Regions from separate parts of the Sus scrofa genome. Here region 2 is linked to region 1. A link is a contact called in public Hi-C data. All regions are on one chromosome and are shown on one strand. The core of a region is the stretch at or near the end of the contact, and the rest is flanking DNA. Distances in the headings are between cores, read along the strand shown.

Region 1 (5,759 bases), core at 1,913-4,412:
AGACTAATAGTCACCTTAAGAACCTTTGTTAAGACTCAAAGAATAAAAATCTAAAACCTTCATTCTTGAAAATCAATTAGCAAATGTTTTGAATTCACCTAAATAGGATCATATTTGTGCATGGTCAACCATGAGCATGAAACCATGGATGGTGACGTGCATGGGGTTTAAGGAGGTGGTGAGGAGGAAGACTTTATTGCCTGAAGACACTTCCCTATGGCCTCCATCCCTGAACACTTCATATTAGGCATGTTCTAAAGACGCATGCATTTTAAAGGATTTAAGGCATTCTCCTTTCACAAAAAAAAAATCTATATTGACATATCTATTCCTCATATTCCTACATCACTAGTCCTCTTCCTAAGCACTTTCACACTGATTTTCATATTTGAACATAACACAACCCTATGTTCTGACTGGAAAGCAAGGATGGTGGTTTGGGACACAGATCCTGCCATCTGCTTGCCATCCGGGACCTTGGACAAGCCTGATTGTAGTCCAGGATTCCTTTCAACAGGACTTTTCTATGACTTTGAGGACCTACTCTACCTTAAGAACTATCTGCTACTTCTGGAATCTTCCCAGACCTCAGTGAAGAAGGGACAAGTCTGAAACAATTACTTAGTCCATACCAGTTCAACTGTGGACACAGCAACTCTCAGACCATCTCCTCATAAGCACCAGACACTCTGTTAGGTGCTATGAGTACTGTAGAATCAAAATGCATATGTTAAATCTTAACCTCAATGTGACAGTATTTGGAGGTAAGGGTCTTGGGGAAGTGCTTATGCCATAATAGTGAACCCCTCATGAATGCGATTTTTGCCATGATAAAAGAGACCCCAGAGAGTTCCCTCACCCCTTGTGTCATGGGAAGATAGAGTGAAAAGAAGGCTATCTATGGGCCAGAAAGCAGGCACTGACCAAACACCAAATCAGCTGGCATCTTGAACTTGGACTTCTCAGTTTCCAGACCATGAGAAATAAATTTCTATATTTTATAAGCCACCAAGTCTTTGGTATTCTGTTATATAAGCCTGACCTGACAGAGACAACACAAAACCCTAAAAGCTAATGACACTGCTCTGCTTAGAATTCCTAGACTCGGGTTTCTGGATTCAAATTCCTAGCATTACTGCTTCCTAGGGACATCCTGGGAGAAGTTACCTAATCAATCTGTGCTTCAGATTCCTCATGTCTTAAAGGGACAAAATTGTATTTACCTTGTTGGGTTTTAATGAAGATTAAAAGACATAATTCATTTAAATGATTTACATTAGGGTCTCTCAACATCCACACTATTAGCATTTTGAACCAGATAATTCCTTGTTGAAGGGGCTTTCCTGTTTATTTTAGGATGTTCAGCAGCATCCCTAGCCTCCACCTGCTTGATGCTATAGCACCCCAAATATGTCCCTGGACATTGCCAAATGTCCCCCGGGGGTCAAAAATCACTCCCTGTTAAGGGTCACTGCTTGACATAATGCCTAGCAATAGTTTGATGAATGTTATAACTATTCTTGTGATAGTTATTATTGTGTTTTAATTATCAATGTCCACTTCTGAAGAGGAAGTATGGATTTATCTCTGTTCCATGATATCATAGAGGAGAAGAATTCAGTTTTTAAAGCTCAGAGAAATAAAAGAATTCTGGTATCCCAGATTTTCTGATTCCAGTTTCCCTGTGTGTAAACTAGAACAAGGTCACTGCTTCTTGGGCTGGTGAAGCTTCAGTGAGCAAACACAGATCACACAGCCTGGTGCTGAGTAGGTGTTCTGTGAGTGTCACCTGAATCACAATGTATGGAGTGCAGGGCTCTGGGCAGAACCCCTGTCAGCATCTGGAGGAAGGGACGTGGCTGAGTGGTAGGTCGCACGCAGTGCTTGTCTCAGCAGAGCGAAGTCACGTTCTCCAAGCATAGCTGGGGGAGGCTGCTCCCAGGGTTTCCCAGGGGTGAAGCCCTGCTCTGTGGATGAGACTTTTTGGCACCAGGATGAACACAGCCAAGGCCAGCTGTCAGGCAGCCTTACCCATCCATCTGCAGCCTCTTCTGCTATAGTCTGATTAAGAAGGAAGTAATTCACCTCCGGTTCCTCTGCCTGGGAGAAAAACTCCACTTTCCCTGGCTTTCCAAATAACCTGCCAGGAAGCCCAAGTGTGTGTAGGTGTCAGACTGGCACACAGCAGGGATTCAACTTGCATTTTCTAAAACCTTCAACTCTGCTACTTTTATATATAGTGCTCCACCTAATCTTCATAATAACCCTTTGGAGTCAATATTTTTATTGGATTTTGTAGATGAAGACATAAAAGCTTAAAGAGGTAAAGTGGATTTTCTAAGAAAACACAGCAAGCAGGTGGTGGACCTTGAGTCTGTCTCACACGGTGCCCTCTTCTCTTTCTAATATTGCACCTGTAAAAGGCTTAGGGAGAAAAGTTAAATCAGGAGGTGGTTTTCTGGAATATCTAGCAGTTCGAGCCTTGTGAGAAACATACATTGACTCTCAAGCCGACGAAGAGGTTACCCACTCACACAGACCAAGTAACAGATAAGTCTCTGCACTTTTATTAGGAGCAATTTCATATCTCCGAGGAGTCACTGTTTCATCTTTTGCCAGGCAGCCCTAGCTTAGAGGCTGAGAATCCAGATCTGAAAAGCTTAATTCAAAGATCTACCTGTATTTAAATGCCCAGAGAGAAAAGAGAGGTGATGGCCCTTTTGATGTTTCCTTCAAAGGTCCCAATTGTGATAATTGTGTATTCAAGTTCTGTGGGAGCAGGGACCAACTCTGTCTGGGGGAATTAGAGCCCCCCAGTGAAGAAGACAGCTAACTAGACCTTAAACGATTAGTAGGAATAAATGCAAAATGACTTGTTTCTAAGTCCTATCCTGGATGTGGTTGGATTTTAGGATCTATCATAGGATACAGTCTTGGATAATAGGGCATACACTTGCTGGTAATCCATGGCCCTCTAGGCTATTATATCAAGACATTAATGAGGAAAACTTAAGCCAGAGAAGGAACCTGGCTTATTCAGGGCCACTGGAGTAAGAACCCCTCTCCTAATTCCCAGAACAGCATTCTCTTCTTCACTGGGCTGCTTCTTGCTTAATCACCCTCACTTGAAGCCACCGCCTGTTTGTCTCCTGCTTGGCCCAGATTCCTGGGTCTCAAACCACATGAGACCTAGGAGGGTGCATTAGTCATTTGTATTACTATCCGACCAGCACAGTTTCCTGGATATGAAGCCTCCTGGCTTTGGAGATGTGTAACATGTGTTCATTTCCCTGCAAGGTTCGGCTTCATTTAAGCTCAAAAAATGATAAATGCTACAAAAAAAAATGTACAGTCCTTGACCTTTGAGCTCTTCCACTTGGCCAATGGCCTTGTGTGAATTCCTCCCCCATGAATCAAAGTCAGGAGCCAAGCTGAGTTACTTTAAGAACTTCAGGCTCAATGCCTTTCCCTGTCTGGAATGTTTATCATGCCCATGAACTCCTACCAAGTTGGTGAGGTGCAGGCCAGGTGCCATCTCCTTTACAAGCTTCTCTGATCGCCACCTCTCCCTCATATCCCCCCATAGCTCTTGTTCCCTTCTCTGAACTCTTAATATACTATCCTTAATACCCATTCCACTGTCAGCGTATTTTAAGTATGAAAAAGGAAACTACAAATCACGTCCTGTGACCTCCCCAAGATTATATACCTGATATTTTCCTCCCATCCCTTATAGTATCATCTGTCTCAGACCAAAGGCATATTGGCTTCCTTCTACCTTGGTATGTCATTTGTCTCCCTTCAGATTGTTCTCACAGTGTTTTGCCTTCTCTCCATCCCTGTAGCATTTCTATGGCTCATTATGGCCTTAGTTGAGGCTTAATGTTTAACCAAGGGCCACGAGGCTACCATGCAACCTAGGCTGTCTATCATGAACTGAATGTTGTCTGACCCACCAAGCCATAAAGTTGGGTACGCACAGCCACACTCCATCATCAAATATAAGTGATATACACATGACTGGGCTCACACAGGCCCTGAAAGCACAAGGGAGTTACATGAAGAAGTGGCTCAAATGCCCATGGTCCCCACCCCTGCTGCATTAACTCCTCTACACAGCCTGCTGCTATGGTCTCTTGAAGAGCATCCTACCATCAGTTGACATCTTTGCCTCCCTCCTAGATGGCTACAGAAGTCTCTGAACTGGTTCCTCACCTCTAATCCCTTTCACTTTCTATTCTTTGCTATAGGCTGCCACCATCATATTCAAAAAATAGTTCCACTCCGATCATGCTACTCTCCTCAGAGGCTTGTGCCCCACAACTGTTGCTGCAGAACTCCTGTTTACTCTCCAAGGCCTTGTTCGCACCCTACTGTCTTCTCTAATGCTTCTGAGTATCAGACAGCGGTTCTCAAACATTATACTCAAGAACTCCCAAGAACAGATGAAAATGATGAGGTCCCCCAAGGATCCTAGAGACTGAGCCCAAAGCCACATATCCAAGAGTCTTTGAGGACTAATAGTTTTTCTAAGAATTATGCAAACTTAACTTTCTAGCCCATATTTCTAGATGTTTTAATATAACTTAAAAGTTATGTTACTTATAAGACGTATGTGCTGAAAACTATAAAACATCAATAAAGGAAATTAAAGAGGACCCAAGGAAATGGAAAGATATCCCATGCTCTCGGATTGGAATAATTAAAATGGCCATATTTCCCAAAGCAATCTAAAGATTTAATGAAAGCCCTATCAAATTACCCATGACATTTTTCATAGAACAAGAACAACATAATCCTAAAATTTAAATGGAACCATAAAAGACCCAGAACTGCCAAAGCAACCTTGAAGAAAAAGAACAAAATTGGAGGTATAACCCTTCCAGACTCCAGACAATACTACAAGGCTACAATAATCAGAATAGCATGGTATTGGCACAAAAACAGACATATAGATCAATGGAACAGATTATAGAGATCCCAAAAATAAACCTACACACTTCAGGCAATTAATCTTCAATAAAAGAGGCAAGAATACATAACAGAGAAAATTCAATCTTTCCAGCAAGTGATGTGGGAAAGCTGGACAGCTGCATGTAAATCCATGAAGTTAGAAGACTCCCACACACCATACAAAAAAATAAACTTCAAATAGCTTAAAGACTTAAATATAATATATGGCACCATAAAACTCCTAGAAGAGAACATAGGCAAAACATTCTCTGACATAAATTGTAGCAATGTTTCCTTAGGTCAGTCTCCCAAGGCAATAGAAATAAAAGCAAAAATAAACAAATGGGACCTAATCAAACTTATAAGCTTTTTGCACAGCAAAGTAAATTGTAAACAAAATGAAAATACAACCTACTGAATAGGAAGAAATGTTTGCAAATGATGCAACCAAAAAGGGGTTAATTTCTGAAACATACAAACAGCTCATATGACTCAATAAAAAAAAAAAAAAAACCCAATCAAAAAATGGGCAGAAGACTTAGATAGACATTTCTCCAAAGACATTCAGATGGCCAACAGGCACATGAAAATATGCTCAATATCACTAATTATTAGAAACATGCAAATCAAAACCACAATCAGGTATCATCTCAAACCAGTCAGAATGGTCATCATCAAAAAGTCTACAAATAATCAATAGAGAGGGTATAAAGAAAAGGGAACCTTCCTACTGGTGATGGGAATGTAAATTGATGCAGCCACTATGTAGAACAGTACAGAGCTTACTTAAAAAACTAAAAATAAAA
Region 2 (6,147 bases), core at 3,264-5,763, 240 kb after region 1:
AAACCTAGGACCCAGGGTCAGCTCTGTCATCTTTAACTAGTCAACAAGATCTATTCATTCCGCTGCCTTAAAATGTATCTAAATCTTAAATTCCATCTAATTCTCTCCATCCTCGTAGCTGCTGCCTTAATTTAGGCCACCATCACCTCTTTCCCGGATAATATCATCTTAAACTGTTTTTATCCCATATTATTTCCTACTTCGCAAGTGTAAAGTATGAAAGTGATCTCTCTAAAAGACAAAAACAGACCATGAAAAGAATCTCTTCTCTCTCTTTCAATTCACTTAAAACCTTCCAAGAACACTGCTGAAGACCTCAGGGCTGGTTCACAGTCCTCAGCCTGCCATTCAAGGTCCTGCCCACATCTCCAGCCTCACCTCCAGGCTTCTGCTACGTCTACCCATCCCAATATGTTTGCAGAATCCAGCCTCTGTCACTTTTCCTCTGGGCCTTTGCTAATGCTGGCCCCTCATCTAAACTACCTTTCTCTCTCCTTTCTACACTTAGCAAATTTCAACTCAGCTCAGATATGACCTTTTCAGAGAAGTCTTCCTTGACTCCAAGACTAAGTGAAGGGCTATTTTTGTGTTCTTATGATTTAAAGCCACGGTGGCCTTTCCCCTGTATTTGCCAAAAACAATGAGAAACTGGAAGGTTTTAAACCCAGTGTCCCTAGCCTAGCACACAGTACTTGTGAGGCATTTCATAATTTTTTGTGAACAGGTGAAAGATTGATGAGCAGAAGGAAGGGAAGGAGGGTGGGAGGGAGGAGAGCAGGGTAATTAAACCATCTCTAACTCTTAATTCCACTCCACATTGCATATCCACCACGCCCTCTAGTGACTGACGGAGTCATTGCATGTCTAGAGGATACTGGCCAATCGGCAAACACACGTTGAGAACCTAAGGTGTAAACCGCCCTGTGTAAACCGCCCAGCGCTGGGCACTGAACAGGCTTGCAGTCCGACAGAGCGATAACGCCTGTGTCCAAGGATCACCCCACTCTGGGGGCCTCGTAAAGCAAACACAGGTAAAGTGGCAATGACAAGAATTGGGAGTAAACAGACAAACATTCTCCCAGTGTTCGCAGGACAAACTACCCAAGCCTCTGGAGGCCTCAGATTTCTCATCCATTGGCTTCACAATACCTACATCTCGGGATTGTTGGGAGGACTGAAAATGTTCATTCCAGGCGTGTGGATGCCTCACAGGGCAGGCCCTCAACAAAAGCTACCTCTTTCCTCTCCGGCCGCTGGCTCGCTCATGCATCTGCAACTCCCCCTGGAAGCTATTACAGCTGAACTGGAATGAGGGGAAGGAAGCTCCACGCATGCCTGGGAGCTAGCACATCTTTAAAATCCTTGGTTTCCAAAGGCTGGAGACCTCCAGGAGTCCATGTGGTTCCCAGAGAAGGATTCCTACAACCCTGACCAATCTCCACAGGCACTAAACGGCTCCCCTTCTTGTCTCACAGGCCCATGACCACTGCTGTTGGCCCAGACTGCCCTCTATGGCATCTGGACATGACCATGGCACTCTTCTCCTAAAGATATCAGCTGCTGCCCCTAAGCTACAAGCGCACTCCTCAGCATGACATGCGAAGTCCTCTGAGGCCTGGGCTCCTCCGCCTCTCTGCACTCTCTGCTCCAACCACGCTGGGACCCAATGTGAGCCGTGGTCCCAATACACCTAGTTCTCCAGCTCCTTTGGTCTTCTTCATGCTCTTCCTTCTGCATGGGACAGTATGGCCCAGTTTGGCACTGGCAAAGTCGTCTCCATTTTCTTAGAACCAGCTCAGGCATAAATCGCCTTGAGCAGCCTCCCCAGGTCTGGGTCAGTCACCCTGTTGGTTGACCTGTGCCCATTCTGAGGCCATGGATGCTGAGAAAGGCAAAGTCACAGCCAAAGTGTGTGGCTAGAGGAAGCAGAGCCAGAGCAAAGGCCCAAATTAAAGTCACAACATAGGAAACATGTATTTATCACTAAATGTTTTCCTTGAAACATTTTACACAGTACCTTCCATGAGCCAAGCACACTTCCAAGTACCTTAATAGCCTAACTCACTGAATGTGTACAACCACTGGATGAAGCTAGTCTACTGTTATCCCATTTCACGTATGGGGAAAACTGAGGCCCAGGGAGGTCAAGTAACGCTTCCAAAGTGACAGAGTTAGTAAATGACAGAGCTCTTGTGAAGGGGAAGGTGGTTCCAGAAATAGGTGAAAAACTTCATTTCGGAAGCAGAAATAATCAAAATCAGGGTATTCAGCAGGGTGAGGGATGGGGCAGACAGGCAACTTGGCTATTCCCCTAGACAGTCATTCAGTTAAAAAATGTTGTGCATCTGCGCCTGGCTTTGTATTACGTTCTAGAGTTTCAGTGGTAAACCGGTTCAGTTCCTGGCCTTATGGTGCTTATAATGCAGTCAAGGAAATAGGCAAATAATCACGCAAATAGGCAAATGAGTATACATTATGGAAAGTGTATACTCATCTAAGAAGTATCACGGGTGGAAAAGTGACATTCATGCTGAGACAAGAGACAAGATAGATGGGCTGCCCAAATGAAGGATGGATGGGCAAGAGCTCCAGACAGAGGGGGAGGCACATGCAAAGTTCCTGCTGCGTGAAGGAGTCTGGACGTTCAAGGACCTGGAAGAAGGCCAGTGGGACAGAGGGGCAAGAAATGAAGCTGGCGAGGCAGGCACAGGCCAGATCATTCAGGACTCTGGGGGCAGAGCATGTGGGAAGAAGACTAATAGGGGGCTGGAAAAGGAAGTCAGAGACAAGTTTTGAATGTCATGCTTAAAAGGGGTACTTCATCTTTGATGCACAAGATGCCTCAGTATCTCGGGAGCCAAGACAGAGCCTTGAGCGTGTCACTTTAGAGATGAGAAATAAAAACAGCCCAGACAGTATAGGTTTGGTGGGGTGGGTATGGGGAGATGTGCAACGTTCAGAAGGTGGGCCAAATGGCCAGCCAAAAGGTTCCAGCCTGGAAAGAGTTAACCCCTTCCTGCCCTTGATATCTTCATCAACCTCAGCACCCTGCAAAATAATAAGCTATCATTTATCAGCGTTCTGCAAGGTAGCATTTAAAACTGAGGCAAGGCAATAAATCAGGCACATATAATTTGAGCCCTGAAGTATAGTAATTTTTCTTTTAATGCAACATCTGGTACAGATAATACAATGTGCGGGGGGGAGGGAGGAAGGGAGCCAGGAATGCGAGGCAGGGCTCTCATTATTGGGCAGGCAGTGCTGGAAGCCTGATTTCCCTCCCATCCTTCCAGCAATGCCGTGGACTTTAAAAAGGAGCCTTATTATTATTCCCTCGGCTGGCCAAAGGGAAATCGAGTTAATTATAGACTTGTTTGCCGGTTATTAATTAAACCCCGGCTAAACATAAAAACACAGGGGAAGTGCCACTTCCCGCTCCGTGCTTCCAGCCTCTCAGAGCTGAGGAGTGACGTCCCTGCCTTCGCAGTCCGATCCGTGTCCTGTTTCCTCTGCGGATTTTCTCAGGAGGGTCCCAGGGCCTTTGCCCTGCATGCAAACAAAACCTTATTTTTAGCTAAGAAGGAACACAAAATTGAAAGCTCTGGAACAGCAGGCAGACAATAGGAGGAAGCTTGCAGACACTGACTGGTCATGACACCCAGGGTTTGGGGCAGCCACACCCACCTGCATCCTGCAGTTCCCAGGCTCACCAGCATCCCTGGTCCTTGGTCGGATGCTCCAGCTTCTCCTGCACACTTGCTATGGGGCAGCTCTATGTGGTGACTAGAAGAACAGGCTTTGTGGCATAAAACCAGAGCTCCAAACTTGCCTCCGCTCACTAGCTCCTTGACCTTGAGCCCTCTCTAAAATGGAAATGCTAACAGCACCCCTTCCCAGGCGTGCTGTGAACTTTAGATGCCATGAAATTTGTCAAGCACTCAGCAGGTGCCTGGCACATGGTTGCTAAGATACATAGTTTCCTTTCCCTCACTCTTCCAGGATGACAGCTTTCATCCCTGGATCTTCCACAAAAATGTCAAATACTAGAAAGCCATGTGACCTTGACATCCCTCAAAACCTTTCTAAGCCTCAATTTTCTCATCTTCAAAATGGGAGCAAGGACAGTGTTTACCAGGGAGGATCCCTGGAAGCATTAAATTAGATAATGGGAGCAACCGAGTGCCTGGCTCTCACCAGATGCTTAGTATATGTTAGTGATGAAATTATCTGAAAACAATCCTATGAATAATTACAGATTAGATTCTCATACCACTATCTGTGGCATAAAAAAGAAGGTGATTGATCAAAGGGAATCACACCAAACTGGTCACATTTCCTACAGGAGCTAAGAAGCTGAATTACCAGATCAAGAGCATTCCACGAACAGTGTTCCAAGTCATCATAAGAGAATTTGCTAGATTCCTTGGCAAAATTTAGCTGGACCATCAACCTAGCCTCCTCAGAATCGTCCAGTGGGCCATGGAGAGCTGTGGCCATCGCTGTCTGATTAGCCTTAACCATGCTATTCCTTGGATGGGAATAGCCAGGCAGAGAGCCCACTGACCACCAGTGATTTCCTTCAAACCAAGATTTCTCAATGCTGCTAGTCACATAGAAAAAAACAGAAAGCATTCCAGTGAAATCTGCCAATGAAACAAAACTTGAGGGAATGATTCATGTGACTTTCAGGCTCCATGTGCCATGGTCTTTGCACTTCTCTGTACTCCCGGCCAAACCAGGGACTGTTGAGTCAGCATGACATCTTCCCAACCCCCACCCACTAGAGCAGGTGTGGGCAACCTGCCCTGGCACTGGCTTTGTGAGCTGGGTTCACAGATATTCATTAGCATACAGCTGAATTCAAACAATGTCTACTTCTCATATTTTTTTATCATTTTAAATGTGTCATTTCCCTTTTCCACCCACCTCCTAGCTGCAATCCTTACACTCAGATTTAAGTTCTAGTTCTGCAGCTAAGATCTCGAGAATATAAATGCTGGAGAGAGCGTGCTAAACCAGACCTATGAACTCTCTGCAGGAGAGAGAGGTGATAAACCCATGATTCCACAAATAGTTGTTTATGTATAATTTTGCTAAGCTGCGAATGCCAAAAGATCAAGTAATAGAGGGAGCAGAGCTGGTGTCTTCCTTGATCTCCTAAAAGCCTTCATGGGTAGCGCACAAGTCATTATGCCCATTTTAAAGATGAAACCAGAGCCAGAGAGCTCATGGGATAGAGCGTGGAGCTGCTGTCAAAGAAAGGAAGAGAAAGGGAAAAGCAGGAGGGAGGGTAAAATATCTGTCAATTTGTAAAGTGCTCTACATGTGAAAAAATGATAACCATCACCCCTGTACTCTGGGAAACCAAGCTTGAAATTGCATCAGAAATGCTAAAAAGAGAAAAATAGCTTACATCAGAGTTTCCACATTTCTTTCCTTTTTCTAGCCCTGGGATGGGATCTCAGAAGAGGGTGTCTCAAGGTAGATGCCTATACCTATATTCCAGCACCTGCCAAATAAAATTCTTCATATATCAGCTGTCATAACTTGGAAAAACCATTCAACCTCTCGAACTATTCACCTCGTCTGCAAGCAGCAGATGATAATATCTACCCCACGGGATTACTGTCCACATTAAATGAAACAGCATATCTACAGCTTGATATATAGTAAGTGCTTCTAAGCAAGCGCTCTCCTTGGCTTCCCTTCCCTTCCTTTCTCTATGGAGAGGTCTTCATTGCACAAGAAGATGAATCAGCATTCTAGAACCCTTGCAGGAGGCTTCTGTCAGAGGCATGCCCTACCCTTGTCAATATGTGGCTTTGGTCTTGGCTCCAGGAACTTAGAATGTAAAAGACATGTAACTGGTACCCTCTCACTTCTAATTTCCCACTGGCTGTTCATTCTTTACCAACTGCATGAAGGGCAGAGGGGTTCTGAGCGAAAGGAAGTGTATGTGTATATATGGGGGGGGGGGTGTTTGTGTGTGGTGGGAGGAGAATGTAGAATGGGAAGCTTCCATGGTTTTCATTTATGGCTCTGAAAGCTTGTGAATAATTCAGTAAGAGAATTATTTCTTCTTTTTCTCTAAGTGTCGAGAAATGCATTTGCATTTCTTTTTTTATTTTACTTTTATTTTTGAGAAAA

Evidence for each region. Hi-C and Micro-C count contacts between places; a contact is called where the count stands out from the background.
Region 2: a Hi-C map of embryonic fibroblasts shows a contact between it and region 1, with 1.8 times the contacts expected there. The contact joins two enhancer-like sites. A contact is called at or near these places in 5 of 47 Hi-C or Micro-C datasets (embryonic fibroblasts and liver) and 1 of 2 datasets of contacts at active chromatin or transcription factors (skeletal muscle).

The regions. Positions count from the first base shown.
Region 1 is chr6:156,742,194-156,747,952 of Sscrofa11.1, forward strand. The region is part of intron 3 of LOC102158888 (a long non-coding RNA gene); the gene reads right to left. All of the region lies in intron 2 of LOC102159014 (a long non-coding RNA gene), which reads left to right. Among named protein-coding and RNA genes, the nearest start is that of USP24, 480 kb to the right of the region's middle. Within about 2 kb of position 3,163, at least 8 of the 83 cell types and tissues checked have an H3K27ac peak or open chromatin away from gene starts, as enhancers often do. A contact at or near this core is called in embryonic fibroblasts, where this site is marked.
Region 2 is chr6:156,979,673-156,985,819 of Sscrofa11.1, forward strand. No RefSeq gene overlaps it. Among named protein-coding and RNA genes, the nearest start is that of USP24, 240 kb to the right of the region's middle. Within about 2 kb of position 4,514, at least 16 of the 83 cell types and tissues checked have an H3K27ac peak or open chromatin away from gene starts, as enhancers often do. A contact at or near this core is called in embryonic fibroblasts, where this site is marked.